Regions from separate parts of the Mus musculus genome. Here region 2 is linked to region 1. Evidence: chromatin contacts called from public HiChIP or PLAC-seq data. All regions are on one chromosome and are shown on one strand. Each heading gives the region's core, a stretch centred on a gene start, on an enhancer-like site or on the middle of the called end of the contact. The rest is flanking DNA. Distances are from core to core; before and after follow the strand shown.

The links. HiChIP or PLAC-seq counts read pairs in DNA pulled down with a chosen protein or histone mark.
Region 2: an H3K4me3 HiChIP or PLAC-seq map of bone marrow-derived macrophages shows a contact between it and region 1, with 2.3 times the contacts expected there. The contact joins the enhancer-like site here to the promoter of Fhdc1 in region 1. A contact is called at or near these places in 5 of 39 promoter capture datasets (3T3-L1-derived adipocytes, fetal liver, liver and 1 more), 2 of 484 Hi-C or Micro-C datasets (Th1 cells and muscle stem cells), 5 of 115 datasets of contacts at active chromatin or transcription factors (CD8 T cells, bone marrow-derived macrophages, embryonic forebrain and 2 more) and 2 of 9 other capture datasets (adipose tissue and macrophages).

Annotation. Positions count from the first base shown.
Region 1 is chr3:84,476,248-84,480,779 of GRCm38.p6, reverse strand. It overlaps Fhdc1 (FH2 domain containing 1), which reads left to right and starts at 1,289. Exons shown (of 12, transcript NM_001205355.1): 1 at 1,289-1,431.
Region 2 is chr3:84,388,395-84,392,525 of GRCm38.p6, reverse strand. No RefSeq gene overlaps it. Among named protein-coding and RNA genes, the nearest start is that of 4930565D16Rik, 11 kb to the right of the region's middle. Within about 2 kb of position 1,520, at least 8 of the 459 cell types and tissues checked have an H3K27ac peak or open chromatin away from gene starts, as enhancers often do. A contact at or near this core is called in bone marrow-derived macrophages, where this site is marked.

The DNA.
Region 1 (4,532 bases), core at 40-2,539:
TGGCGCCTCCCACTTCGCTCCATTAGGACACCAAGGCTCATCTTTTCCCTGCAGCAATTTCCATCGTCCTCTGTGGTTGCCCGCCCAGCCCCGAGCTGGTCTTCAGGTGCCAGGAGCAGCGTGCTGGGCGGCGGCTTTCGAGTCTCGGGAGCCCGGAGCTGGCGAGGGCGAGCTCAGTGGCGGTGCTGTTCGGGTTGAAGGGGGAGCGAGGGAAGCAGCAGAGCAGGAAAGGGCGTGCTGTCCTTTGCGGCCGGCTGGAGGAGCAGCCGGGTAGGCAGCATTGTTACCTGCAGCGGCCCCGCCCCTCCGCACCGCCCTGCCCCCTCACCGTCCCCGGCCTGCAGTCCTGCGGAGAGACGGCGGCGCCGGGACAGCGGGCGGAGGCTGCGCGGGCGCCGGGAGCGGGGGCGCGGTGAGTGCGGGACGACGGGAGCTAGGGCCCGGGCTGCCAGGCTGGGTTCGGGATGCTGGGCTGAGCAGCGGCGCGGGGAGGATGCGGTGAAGCGCGAGCTCTGTTCCGGATTCCGGGGACCTGATCCTGGAGCGCAGGCCCTGTGCCCCGAGGCGCATATGCGCCCGACTGGCTCGGCATCGGACCCTGAGCTCGGTGTAGCGCTGTCCGCGGGTGGGACCTCGGAGGTTTGATTAGCTTTCGTGGCACTTATGCGGGTCGCGCAGGTCACAGAAGTCCCTTTTAGCGAGGACTCGCTCCTGCTATAGTGATGTGGGGGTAGACTTCCAATGACTGCACACCTCCCTGGAAGTTCACCTCCGAAGTGGCGTCGGCGCTTGTGGAGTGGCGGGTTGGCAGTCACCCATGGTCCCCGAGCGTGACGGTTCCCCAGCCCCAGAGACTCCTTTTTGCGTTTCTGTCGCGGGTTCATTCCCCCTCTCTCGGTGCAAAACCGCAGTGCGGCCGAGAGCCCTTCTCCCAGGAGCCCACGCTGGGGACTACACGGTATCGCCGCAGCGGTGGTCCAAGCGGCTGGCGGCCACTGTTCCGTGAACCACGAGCTCCATAGAGAGCTGGGACCCCGGTTTGGGCGGGGAAGCTTGGACAGGACGAGCCACCCCCGGTCGGATAGGCACAGAAGAAGCCCCAGGGGTTTCGCGGCTGGCCTCCATGGCCTCTGAGATGGTCCGAGACTGGAGAGTGCGGGGCACTCATGGAAGCTGAGAGTCCATCCTTTCCCGGGAGGGTTGTCCCTACTGTCCCTGCTAGGGATCCTGCGTGGCGCGTGTGGGCGTCTCTTCGCCGCGGACGCGCGCCTTCCCGGCCCAGATAAGGCGGCCTCTGAGCTAGTGCGGGGACCGCCCATTCGAAGCTCGTCTGCTGTCCCGGGATCCTGGGCTGCGCAGCTGCGGGACGCTGGTAGCCTCGGGGGGCTTGGGCTAAGCGCCTCGGGAGCCGGCGGAGCCAAGGGCCTTTTGGTGAGTGGATTCGCCAAAGCGAGGGGCTAGAGACCGAAAGAGGTAGTGGGCAAGACTTGGGACTTCGTCCATCCTGACTGGAAAGAAATCTTTCTGGGTGCTCCCTCCCTCCCCTGTTCCGGGCGAGTTTCATAAAGACCTGGAGCTAGTGTTTAAAGAAATTCTACTTTGAGTTGGACACCCTGCGAGCACCCTCTTTAGTCCCCGTTGTCTTCCTGGAGCTTCTGTCTCTCCGAGAGCATCCTTCGGCTCTCCTGGGCCTATTCTTCCTGGTTTGGGAACTAGGGGAGAAGAGACTGGAAATGTGCTATCAGAAACAGGCAGCTGTGAATGTTTGTTTATGTGACGTGACAGATTAAACCTGCCGTCGTGGGTACTCTAGGCCGGCTGAAGGGCCAGGTAAGACTGCTGCTCGCAAACTGACTGTATTTCTTGATCAAGAAAGGGTTTGAAAAGACAGGTCGAGGTGGAGAGATGTTCCTTAAGGAGTGAGTAGAGAGAAGAGAATAGTATTAACGAAAGGCGGGAACTTCCCCCAGCCCTCTCTCTCTTTTCCCAACTAAGAATACTGTGTATGTAGCTTAGCCTCTTCCTCAGTTCCTCAGGTGGACGGGCTGCACTCCCAGCTCAGGCTCATCTGTGACACATGTCAAGAGGCAAGAGGAAAGCCATCTGGCTCTGTGTCACTTTTTATTACTGTTGAACAGAGCGTGCAGACCCTCCTTTGAGAAAGCTCTGGTTAGAGCTAGGGGCCACACAGCTCTTCCAGGAACCCTTAGGAATGGTCTTATTCTAACCCTGTGTGCTGGCTGATCATACGCTGAAGGTTAAGTTCTTGATCATAGCATCCCTCACTGAAATTGGAGTTAAAAGATGCTGAGCTGAGCAGCAGAGCAGCATCCCCAGCGGGAGGGACAGTAACCCCACCTCTGATGACCGGTGGTGGTTATCACTCAGCAGACTTGAAGATGGGTTCTGTCATCAGAAAGCCTATTGGTGACAGCTCTGCATTTAACGGCCTCCTCGCTGTAGGGGAGACGTTAAATACAAGCCTGCCTGTGTTTGTCTTAGGGAGATTGATGGGATAGTTGAAGGTTCCCAGACAGAATCGGGGCTGATTCCATTGTCTCTGCTGCCAACTGCCAACTGTGAGAGGCAGGGGACCATGTCATGTGTCGGGGTGTTTGCATCACCTGCATTTCTCTCGGTGTCTTTGAGATTGTGTGGAGTCATCTCTATTATGGAAAGTATGGTAGAATTATTTTTTTTTCCGAGTCCTCAACTTTAATACCACGTGTGACTGTAAAGAGATGGGATGCCATCTGTGCCCTTCTTTTCTTACCACCTCTTTAACGTTGGTAACCCTGCCTAGTGTTAGTAGTAAGGATGCAACAGGAACAAAAGCTCTTGCTGGTGAGCCAACTCTCTAGGTAGAGCTAGGATCTTTAACAATTATGGGAGGGGGTTGCCAGAGAAAGGGACCAGGGACAGAAAGCTACATCCCCCTTTGTTCCTTTAACTCCTTAAAGTGACTTTCTTCTCTCAGGCTGGGCAAGAGTCATAGAATCATATCAATGCAAGTTCATGTGTGTCTCTTCTTAACTTCTGCTAGCTCTTATCTGGTACTTCTACTGTGCACAGCACAGTACTCAAAAAACAAAAGTCTTAGTCCTTTGGGGTGTGGGTGTGAGAAGACAGTGACTGGGGATATCCCACTACCTTTGATGATTCAGTTTCTTCATTTAGTATTTCTACAAAGGCACTGAGGGGTTAAGGCTACGCCTACTGTAAGCACCAGAAACAGAGTGAAGTCTTACTTTCCAGACCAGTTTTTAGTTTACCCTCTTTTCTATCCCCTTGCCCAGTGCTGGGGATCCAGTTCAGGGCTCTGAGGTAGAGAACTTGCCTGGCATTTGTGAGGTTCTGTGTGGGTGGGGGCGGGGTGGGGATAATATAGAAATACATGGGTAGCTATGGAACCGGAAGTGATTTGGAGAGTTAGAAACTTTAAAAGGGTTCCTTTATGCACAGAAGTATATAAAATGTGTGAGAATAAACTGCCAAAATTACCTGTACAGTCTTGAAAAAAAGAGTTCAAATGTAACCATAAACTGTAATTGACAGTGAGTCATGCCAGCTTTAGGGGTGCCAGCTAGGAAGACAGCCTGGTTATGCCCCTAATGATAATTATGAAAACTCCTCTAAAAGCCAGCTCCATCCTAGTGAACCAGAAGTCAGCTCAGAGGCATCCTTGAAACTCCACTGACGTAGAAATCACCTAGCGGGGACAGCTGAATGCACCGATGCCATTGAACTCTACGTGTAAAATCACGAGAATGGTTTCTTAAGTGTCAAAATAATAGTGGGAAATGTCATTTTCTGTTCAGCAGTTAAGTTGTCAGGGGATGAAAACACCCTGAGCACATGGGTTGAATGCCCAGGTCTAAAGTAAAGAAAGACAGGGCTATTTGATGAGCATTTGAGGAGGTTTGCCTGGCTGACATGCATAAGGGCCCGAGTTCAATCCCCAGCACCATAAATTAAACAAACAAACCTTGGACTGTTAACTATTTCATAAAAATATCTGTCCTATATCATAGAGACGATTTAACATGTGGTCACTGAATTTTTTTGTTTGTTCTTTTTGAGACAGGGATTTTTGTGTGTGTGTAGGACGGGCTGTCCTGGACTCCATTAGTAGACCAGGCCGACCTTGAACTCACAGAGAACCGCCTGCCTCTGCCTCCTGAGTGCTGGGATTATAGGTGTGTGCCCCCGGCCTGATGGCCACTGAATATTAAAAGAGGGGGGAAAAATCTCACAATTCACAGACTTTGGTAGCAGAGTGAAGGTATTAACGTGCGTTTCTAGCAGCCAGAACTTAGGCATTTCATCTGTAAACTCAAGACACGCTTCCTTTTTAAAGAAATTTTTAATTGTATGTATGAGTGTATACGTGTACATAAGTACATATATGTAATGTGTGTGTATGGGTGTATGTATGTATACTTGAGTGCAGATGTTTTTGGAGTTCAAGTGTCAGATCCCCTGCACCTGGAGTTACAGGGAGTTATAGCCACTTGGCCTAGGTACCAACTCCT
Region 2 (4,131 bases), core at 271-2,770, 88 kb after region 1:
TCATTCATTACTGTAGGGTTGTGAAAACGGGTTTGCTGCTGTTGTTTGTTCTCATGTAGCCCAGGCTGGCCTCAAACTTGCTATGTAGCTGAGGCTGTCCTTTAACTGATCCTCTTGCTTCCACTCTTAGTCCTCACCCAAGCGCCGTGATTGCAGGCATGTACCACCATGCCCAGCTAAGCACCATTATTTCAATAAACATGTGCAGGCCCCAGCAAGCAAGCCAAAGGGGCCACAGAATAAGCAGGAATGTGAAATGGTAGAACTGCTTCGGAAGGCAGTCTGACAGATTCTTTAAAAAGAAAAATAAATAAGTAAACATATTCTCATCGAATGATCTGGAAATCACACACCTTAGTTTTCACCCAAAGTAACTGAAGACTTAAGTTTACACCGAAACCTGCATGTGACATTTACAGGGCTCTATTTGCAGTTGTCAAAATGTGGCAGCAGCCATGACGTTCTCTGATAGGTAGATGGTGAAAGAAACTTTGGTACGCCCAGATGATGGATGGCTCTTCAAATGTCACAAGATATGAGGTTTTTATAACATGAAAGGACACAGAGACTTCCGAGCACACTCAGGGAAAGCAGCCATCACAGGATTTACATGCTGCAATCGCCCGTGACTTCAGTGAGCTGACATTTTGCACGTGACAAAATCATGAGGATGTCAGTGAACCTGTGGGTGTTAGGGCTGGACAGGAAAGAGGGAGCATGAGCAGATCACAGGGAGTGCAGACAGCAAAGCCACCATGCACGACAGATATCACAATGTCCAAACCTCAACACCAAAAGTAAGCCTTAAAAAGTGGTAACAACATTTCAACTGAGTGGTAACAACATCTCAACCTGGGTCCCTTAATTGTAACAGATATACAGTCCCACAGGAGATGTTGATGGGGAAGGTGTGCGTTTGTGGGAACAGGAGAAATGTGGGGGATATACCTTCTCCCAGTTTTGCTGTGAACCTCAAACAAAAATAATGGATTTTAAAAAATAATGAATTTTTTGAAAATTGTACTGTAATTTCAATTCTTGGTTATTTTTACTTTTTTTGGTGAGTGTGTGTCCAGGGGCACACTGGGTGTTAGAACTGTAGTCCTTGTAGTTTCTCTGCTTCCTCTACCCTGGGCTCCCACTATGATTTACTGCCTCACTGCAGAGACCCAAATGCAGTCAGGGAAATGACCAGGGACTGAAATGTGGAGAACTGTGAGCCAAAATAAACCTTTTTCTCTCTGATTGCCTCAGGCACTTTGTTACAGTAACAGAAAGCTGACTCACACAGTGCTTATAATAAAGCCCAGGAACTTGTCCTTGCCCTCTTCCAGTCCCCAATCCTGACCCTGCAGCCACCCCAGTAGCCACACCTCCCAAGTTCTGGACCAACTCCGGGGAATGGATTGGGATGACAAATCAGAGACCTACAATCAGTTGGCAGCACTGGTGTTCCTAGATGCCTTGACCTAGAACAAATTACTTCACTTCTTTAAGTCTGCACTTCCTCTTCTGTGTAATGAGGATAATAATAGTACTACTTCCTGCATGGAGAACTATTGCACGTTCGATAGGGAATGTGTGTCAAACTGTGCTCAGTTAGCTATTGATAATTATGGTTATGGTGAGCGTGGTGATGACTCACAGCCCCGCCCCTTAGGATGCTGTGAGGACTCCCTGTGGTAGTAGCCAGGGGAGATCCCAGCCATGGGTCCAGTGTGGATCCTTACAATGCCCACTGGCAGCCCAGGCCATCATATGTAATTAGCATCCTTGCTGATGTATGTATGTTTCTCCAGCTGATCTGAAAAGTTCAATGCCTTCCATGGCACTGTCTTACTGTATTTCTTTTCCTTAATCTGTAGCTTAAATGTATGTTGTTCCAAGTTGCATGGCTCTCTCACCAGACTCCCTCAGTCTGCCCACTGATGCCCCTGACCACCAGCTTGGCTCCAATAATGAGTGAAGTAGTGAGCATCAATCTTAGACAAGATGCTCGCCGCCTCCTGATCCCCACAGGCTCCCACCCCACTTGGAAACTCCGTGGAATTTGGTCATGTCTTTGGCCCAACCCTCACTGTGCTGGGTGGCATTTTACCTTGTAAACACTGCTACTGTTGCTGCAGAGCACCTCGGACATGGCCTCTGCAAACTGTGGCTCTGTGCCTGTGAAGACAATTGCCCAAGATGATGTGTACACACACACACACACACACACACACACACACACACACACACACACGAAGCTGAAAGTTACATACATAAAGCTAAAATTACATAGATAAAGCTAAAAGTTACATGCATGAAACTGAAAGTTACATGCATATAGCTGCATTTTTAAGCCCCACCCCATCCCTCCCCACACATATACATTTCCCTAGAAAAATTTCTCCATTCTTTCTCCTATAAGTTCCTGTGTATTGACAGAACTGAGACAGATTCCTAGCTCAAAGAATTGTGGAGTTTTGGTTGGTTCTTGATTTTTTTGTTTTGTTTTGTTTTGTTTCTGTTTTTGTTTTTTTTTTTTGTTTTGTTTTGTTTTGTTTTTTTCCAGGTGTGGTAGTGCATTCCTTTAATCTAAGCACTCAAGAAGCAGAAGCAGGCAACCTCTGTGAGTTCCAGGACACCCTGGTCTATGCAACAAGTTCCAGGCCAGCCAGAGCTACAGTGAGACCACATCTAAAAACCAAACAGTTCTAGTTTGCTTTTTATTGTGATAAACCTTCTAACTAAAAGCAACTTGGGAAGGAAAGGGTTATTTGCCTTACACTTGCACAGCACACTCCATGACTCGGACAAAGGAGGCCAGAAACTCAAGGCAGGAACCTGGAGGTGGAACTGAAGCCAGGGCTGTGGAGAAAGCTGCTCACTGGCAGCTCACTCAGTCTCCTGTACAACCCAGGACCACCTCCCCAGACAGCACCGCTTACTGTGGCTAGGCCCTGCTGAGTACCCCATAGCAACTGCTAACCAAGACGTCTTACCCACGGGCCAAGCCAATGGAAGCATTTTCTCAACTGAAGTTCACTCTTCCCACACGAGTCTAACTTGTGTCAAGTTGACAAAACAAAACAAAACAAAGAAAAAAAACCTAACCAGCACACAAATAAACAGAAACCAAAAGAATACTTTTGTTTTTAAATTTCCTGTCTCAAAGATTTGTCTAAAATGTTTATCATAGTTCTGTGTAAGATGTTTTATGAGATACACAGATTTCAATAACATAGCCCAGTGAGATTTTGTACTCCTCACTCACATGCACACACATGCTACACACATGCACACATATCTCCATTCACACACATGAGCTATGTACACCATCTTACAGCTCGGGTTGAGATACAAACCATTTCCAGCATTCCACAAGCTCCCCGCGGTTCCTTCTCTGTTAACATCAAGGTCACCTCACACACAACTTTAATAACTTAATCAACATGGGTTAGGTTTTTTTTTTTCCTGCTTTTAAAACCACAAGAGTAGAACCATGTAATACACACTTGTTAGTCATATGTTGTGACTTAGTACATGTCTCTGCAGGCCTTTGAGTTGTGGGTAGCAGTGAGTTTCAATTGCTGTATGTTAGTCAAGTGCATGAATTTTCCATTTTCAATTTCACTACTGATAGGCATTTGGGCAGTTTACAGCTTGGCGCTGCTTGGAAGTAACTTTTTCCAGACATTGGTGTACATGGTTTTTGTACACTCACTTCTCTGAGCTGTGTACCGAGCAGGAAACTGTATACCCAGCAACACAAATTGACAGCTCCCAGGGCACACCGGTTAGCCTTAGTAGATATTGCGAAACAGTGTTCCAAAAGGCTGTACTAACTTACACTCCCACCAGTAAGGTATGAGTGGACTATTACTCAATGTGGTTGTCAACACTTCCTCTTGTTACTCTTAATTTTAGTCATTTGGGTGGGCGTATAATCGTATTTCATTGTTATTTTAATTTGTACCTCCTGATGAATAGTGTGCTAAGTGACTTTTATGTGCCATTGGCCATTTGGAGATCTTGTTTAGCAAGGTGCCTGCTTGGATGTTTCACTCACAGAGGGAGGACAGATGTTACTAGCCTCTGCTTTTACTTCATACCTGGAGCACTAACATATTGCCAGGTGCTGTGAGCGTC